Linked DNA regions of Mus musculus: region 1 is linked to region 2. A link is a contact called in public promoter capture Hi-C data. All regions are on one chromosome and are shown on one strand. The core of a region is the stretch at or near the end of the contact, and the rest is flanking DNA. Distances in the headings are between cores, read along the strand shown.

Region 1 (3,315 bases), core at 30-2,529, 240 kb before region 2:
TAGATATGTAGTGATAATTGTCAAATTTTGGTTTCTTTAAAAAACACAGAAATATTATAAGAGTTTGCTTTCATTTTATTCCCAAGTGTGGAATATGGGGCTGCTTCAGATTGTCCAGAGCAGCTGACTATGATTTGCCTCATGCTCCAGCAGGGGCCTGCTTTTGCCAGCTGCAGATGCATTTCTGCAGTTCTTTGATATCAGGAATTCTGGGGACTTCTCAGAGGGATATAAAGCTAGGGCACTGGGGTTATTGGTTGCTGTTAAGTAGTCTTATGCAAAGAAGAAACAAGAAGAAATTGGATATCCTAACAGCAAAGATCAAACTTGCTTTAAGGAACTCAATGCCCCTAATTAGCAGGAAGTAGTCTATCGATAACATCCTACTCTTTCTGACTGCTGACTTTATACAGGGATATCTTTGCTTTCCCTCTATACTTTTTTCTCTCTTATCTGGTGTCAGGAGGTTGAAAGCGTGGAAAAAGGGTGAAAAAAAGAATATCCCACAAAGTAGTAAAGTCCGGCTACAAAAACATGCTAAGGAAACATTTAAACAGGTTGAACTGCATGGAAGAAATGAAACTCTTTTGTAGAGCCTGGGTTTTGATGGCAGCTCAGAACAAAAACTACTAAACCATAAAATTAATATAAAAACAGGATACTGTGGTAGTCCCCTTCTAAGTAACTTAGGAGGAATTAACAGAAAGAGTTAGTCAGAAGAGTGGACATCTGGTAGCATGTTCCTATAAACACAGCCCAAGAGAGGCTAAGATAGAACAATCCTAAGAGTTGATCAGTCAGTTTAATAGTAAGACCCTGTTTCAAAACAGTCAATGTGAAGATACAGCATGACAAAAAGATAATGTATCTGGAAGTGTTCAAATTATAGAGACCCACAAGATTCTAATTTATACAATTAAAATGCAAAAAGGAGATGCTAATGTTATTTAAAGAAAAATTCAATTCACACAGCAAAGCAATGGAAGGCGGAAGAGCTAGGCGCTGCTGACGCGTGCCTTTAGTTCCAGCACAGAGGCAGGGGATTTCTGAGCTTGAAGTCAGCTTGGTCTATGTAGTAAGGTCCAAAATAGCCAGGGATACACAGAGAAACACAAAACAAACACACAAACTAAAAGAGGCAGACGAAATGAGGGGAAAGCATAGCTCAAGAGCCTTTACTCTGTCTTCCCTAGGAAGGCAAAGCAGGCCAGGCCAGGCCAGGCCAGGGCAAACAATCTAAGATTAGCTAATATGAATGTGTCACAGTGGGCCCCAGGCTACTGGGAAGGTCTCTAGTTGTCTGACAGAACATCCTTGCCATGATCAGTAGAATACTGTTTTAGTGTGTGAGACAGAGATAAGAGATGTGACTAGGGTATGGACTCAGAATTGCCCTGCTGTATATTAAAGACATACTCTCTGACAGAGTATTATTTCTAGGAATTCACAAAACAAAGTAAGGAATTCACTAGTCTTAAGAAAGGCAATCTCGTCTCTCCCAGAAAGCAAGGTTTCTTTACGGGTGTCAAAATATCAAAGAATATATATACTTCATATATTTTAAAAAACATGTAAATTTGTATATAAAAATAAGCAGCATGGTTTGGGGCTAGATTTTGTGATGAAGTAGATAAGTCACATGAACCTGTGATTAAATCTGACCTTAATTTTTATTTAAAAACAAACTAGCTATATGCACAAGTATAGTAGTGCACACCTGTAATCTGATGAGGTTTTAAAAAGGCATACATGTTTATTTGCACCTTTCAAGACAAAGACTTAAAAGGCTTAATTAAAACAAACAAAAAACCTTACTGTTTTTGTTCATCTAACCAAAGCTGGTGTGAGTATGTACGTTAATAAAAGGATAAGGATCACAAATAAACTGTCTTTTGAAAGGAAATACACAAAGGCCACATGTAAACTTGGCATGATTGTGGTGCATGCGTATAAAACAAATACTCTCAATACTGAGGTACAAAATGTGCAAGGCACCTTGGTTACACATTGAGTTTTTGTCTCAAAAAGTAGAAAATAAGCAAGCACAAAAGCATACATACACACACATATATGTACATATACACACACTCGCACACACATATAAAATCTTCACATACAGAAAAGGTCATACACTTTAGAAAGGTACAAAACCGAAGCATAAGAAGCAAGGTAACTGAAGCTTAGATAATATCCAATAGCAATACTAGGAGGACTGCTGCTCATCCAGCATGCTCTGGACCTGTCTCTGCAGTACTAGGTACTGTACATATGGCCTCACATATGCTAGGCAACTACTGACTTCTCAACTACAAAATTAACTTATTTTTTTTAACTGTTTATTTTAAGACAAGACCTCACTCTGTGCCTAGGCCCTGAACTTCCAATTTCCCAGCCTCAGTCAGCCCTGAGTACCTGAGATTACAGACTGGAACGACCAGTCCTCTCTGCTTTCCTTTCTTCATCTTTGAGGGTAAGGGAGAGAACACCACTCACTACGTTGTCCAGGCTGCCTGAAACCTGTGATGGAAAGTTCAGCTTGGCCTTGAACTTGCATTCCTCCTGCCTTTGCCTCCCAAGTAGATCGGATCATCAAACATGTTTCTAAACATGTCCTTTGTTCTGTGGAAAACACAGCTCTGTGGATAATTCAGTATTCGAACTTTTCAAATGTATAACCTTAAACAAATATCTTGTCCCAGCCTCGTATTTTTACGGTTTCAAAACACACCTACCAATACAATTGAGTAAATCCAATTCAGTAAGCATGTAATGTGACAAACCGAAAACTGTCTTTTTTCATTAAGCATCAGCATAGCTAATGCTGACTCGTTTAACACAGGGATCTTATTTTCCATCGTTTGCTTAGTAAATATTAGCAGGTTTTGATTGTATAATCATTTCCTTTAGTAATTATTAATACAAAATCATTTCCATTTTTCCAAAAAAGTGAAGACGTGAAATATATCTGTCCTCAAAAGACATACAGTAAAGGACTGGGGAGATGACTTGGTGAGCCAGCATGAGGACCTGAGCTTAATTATCAAGAACCCACATAAAAGCTGGTCACAGTAGCACAGTCTGTAATGCCAGTGCTCCTAAGGTAACAGGGGAAACAGACAGGAGAATTCCTAGAATCTTGTGAGCCAGTCAGCCTGACTGGACAACAGCAAACCATAAAAAGACTGTCTCAAACAAGACAGAAAGGAAGTTGTCCTCTGGCCTCCACACATGCACACATGTGCCATGGCACCTGCACACAGCTACATGAATATATACGTACACACATACCTGCCACCCTATATAACACAAAAAACA
Region 2 (3,354 bases), core at 413-2,912:
CTGTAGGGAAAGCATTTCTCCAGCATTCGTTAACATTTCCTAAAACTGCAGATGCAGAGGCTTTGCAGCCAAACTTTTTCTAGGAGCAGTAAGAAGAGCAGTGAGTCTGGTACAAGATGAAGCACTGTAGGTAAGATTTTAGAATCAAAACAAGAATTGATTTGATCCATAATTATAAAGTTTAGGTATTTATATAAAATCTCTCTGTGCTTATTAATTATGCATGTTTGGGTTACAGTTCTCAGAAATCTAGTACAGTAATTTGGAAGCTGGTCCTAACATCTGTATTTTAAAATAAACACCCTAAATGGCCTTGAAATGGTTCACCAAATGAGAAACACTGTTCAGAGACTAGTTTCATATTACAAATTAATTTATGAGACCACCTATTTGGTCAGTCAACTTGTTAATGTGAAACTAGACTTTCTCCATTTTGTGTGTATATGCAGCAGAATTTCACAAGACTGAAATTCAGATTTCTTGGCAAAGTTTAAGACAGAACACAATAAATGAAGGTCTCTGATGACGTTGCAAAAGCAACAGCGGCTATAGGGGATGTTCTGTGGTGACAAAAGGTGCCACTGCCTTAAGACTAGGTAGAATTTAGACTCATCTGCTGTGAGCCTCAGCCTCTCTGGCTCTTCATTTCTTGGTTTAAAGTAGTGCTTTGTCTGCCTTTATCAGCCTTACAGAATTACCTAGGGCTGAAATGAGTGTGACAATGGCTGGCAGAGAGGAAGATCTGATCTCAGACTGTTACACCTTATAATTATGGTTTTAAATAACTCATCTGCCTACATTAAAAATACATAGCCTTGGGGAATTTGTTCTTAGGGTAATCTTTGCAGCTTCCTATTCATGGGTAATTAGGATTCTAATAACTGAACTGTCATATTACAGTTTAGAAACACATAAGGAAAATCTTGAGTAACAAAAATACAAAAGTAATGTATATAGAAGACCAGGATTCAAGAAGCTTCATTATCATTACTCCAGATCACCTCCCACCTTACTCATTTGTCTTTCCCACTCTGTTAGAATCCACAGGACAAGAGATTGGGATGTACGCCCGAGTTTGAACATCTCGGGTTCTACTTCTTTGGGTGTGGCAACGGGGAGGAAATCATTAACCTTTGATTGAGTTTATTTTGCAAGTAGTTTTATTATGGTTTTACTCACTATACCCAGTTAACAATTTAAATTGTATAATTCGGTAGTTCTTAGTAGAACGGCATGACATTGGGGGAACCATCATCACTATCAACTGCAGAACATTTTTACCAACCCTCAAAAAGAAATCCCCGGACAGCAGTTATACTCCATTCTTCCCTCCTCCCTCACTCCATAGCAGGTGCTAATTAAAGTTCGTCTAGAGGTGCTTATTCGAGGTCTTTTACAAACAATAACGGCATCATACAGTATGTAGACTTGCGGAGCGAATTTCTCCCCATCTCCTTCCAGCCTCTACAGGAGCACATCGGTCGGAGAACAGGACGATACCCCTAAAACGCACTCAGCTCCGTCCACCCTGTAAAACCCAGACCCCCGCCTGCCAGCTTCACCCCGCCGCAGCGGAGAGTGGGAGCAGCGCCCCGCCCATCCCCGGCGTCGCCTCACTGACGTCACCGCTCCCAGCCGCAGACTCCCTCCCTCCTTCCCGGTCGCGGTAGCTTTGACAGGACGCGATGGCGGCGGCCGGGTCTGCAGGGTTGCCGGCGACCGTGTCGGAAAAGCAGGAGTTTTACCAGCTTCTGAAGAACCTGATCAATCCAAGCTGCATGGTGCGGAGGCAAGCCGAGGAGGTCTATGAGAATATCCCAGGTCTGTGTAAGACTACATTTCTCTTAGACGCCGTCCGAAATAGAAGAGCAGGTTATGAGGTGAGACAAATGGCTGCCGCACTGCTACGACGGCTTTTGTCCTCAGGGTTTGAGGAGGTCTATCCAAATCTACCTCCTGAAGTGCAGAGGGATGTCAAGATTGAACTGATACTGGCCGTTAAGTTAGAAACACATGCTAGCATGAGGAAAAAGCTTTGTGATATTTTTGCGGTGCTGGCCAGGAATTTGATAGATGAGAGTGGCACTAACCATTGGCCAGAAGGTCTGAAATTCCTCATTGATTCGATTCACTCTAAAAATGTGGTTCTGTGGGAAGTTGCACTTCACGTTTTCTGGCACTTTCCTGGGATTTTTGGGAACCAGGATCGTCACGATTTGGATATCATCAAGAGGTTGTTGGACCAGTGTATTCAAGATCAGGAGCATCCAGCAATCAGGACATTATCTGCTAGAGCTGCAGCTACGTTCGTCCTTGCTAATGAAAACAATATTGCTCTTTTCAAAGACTTTGCGGATTTGCTTCCTGGGATCTTACAGGCTGTGAATGATTCCTGCTACCAGGATGATGATTCTGTGCTAGAATCCCTTGTTGAGATTGCAGATACTGTACCTAAGTACTTGGGTCCCTATCTAGAAGATACTCTGCAGTTGAGCCTGAAGTTGTGTGGAGACTCTAGGCTTAGTAACCTGCAACGCCAGCTGGCTCTGGAAGTAATAGTCACCTTATCTGAAACTGCAACTCCAATGTTGAAAAAGCATACGAATATTATTGCACAGGCTGTGCCTCATATATTAGCAATGATGGTTGATCTTCAAGATGATGATGACTGGGTAAATGCTGATGAAATGGAAGAAGATGACTTTGACAGCAATGCGGTTGCTGCTGAGAGTGCCCTAGACAGACTGGCTTGTGGACTTGGTGGGAAAGTTGTTTTGCCAATGACCAAGGAGCATATCATGCAGATGCTTCAGAGCCCTGACTGGAAATGTCGACACGCCGGATTAATGGCCTTATCAGCCATTGGAGAAGGTTGCCATCAGCAAATGGAACCAATTCTAGATGAAACAGTTAACTCGGTTTTACTTTTTCTTCAGGATCCTCATCCAAGGGTAAGGGCTGCTGCCTGTACTACACTTGGACAGATGGCTACAGATTTTGCACCTAGTTTCCAAAAGAAATTCCATGAGATAGTGATTACAGCTTTGTTGCGAACCATGGAAAACCAAGGTAATCAACGTGTGCAATCTCACGCAGCTTCTGCTCTTGTTATTTTTATTGAAGACTGCCCCAAGTCATTGCTAATTCTATATTTGGAAAATATGGTAAAAAGTCTCCATTCCATCTTGGTAATTAAACTTCAAGAGCTGATTCGGAATGGAACTAAGTTGGCCTTAGAACAACTTGTGACAACCATTGCTTCCGTTGCAGATGCAATAGAAGAAAGCTTTATTCCATATTATGATATATTTATGCCCTCACTCAAACACGTTGTTGAGCTCGCTGTTCAAAAGG

Evidence for each region. Promoter capture Hi-C pulls out the DNA fragments that hold promoters and counts their contacts.
Region 1: a promoter capture Hi-C map of the HPC-7 cell line shows a contact between it and region 2. A contact is called at or near these places in 18 of 39 promoter capture datasets (3T3-L1-derived adipocytes, the C10 cell line, the HPC-7 cell line and 11 more), 59 of 484 Hi-C or Micro-C datasets (the AtT-20 cell line, B cells, the BV-2 cell line and 21 more), 14 of 130 datasets of targeted methods (the 230-238 cell line, bone marrow-derived macrophages, cardiomyocytes and 6 more) and 1 of 9 other capture datasets (macrophages).

What each region holds. Positions count from the first base shown.
Region 1 is chr19:30,048,770-30,052,084 of GRCm38.p6, reverse strand. The region is part of intron 2 of Uhrf2 (ubiquitin-like, containing PHD and RING finger domains 2); the gene reads right to left. Among named protein-coding and RNA genes, the nearest start is that of Uhrf2, 20 kb to the right of the region's middle.
Region 2 is chr19:29,811,282-29,814,635 of GRCm38.p6, reverse strand. Ranbp6 (RAN binding protein 6) reads left to right here and starts at 1,662. Exons shown (of 1, transcript NM_177721.4): 1 at 1,662-3,354. The coding sequence starts at 1,686.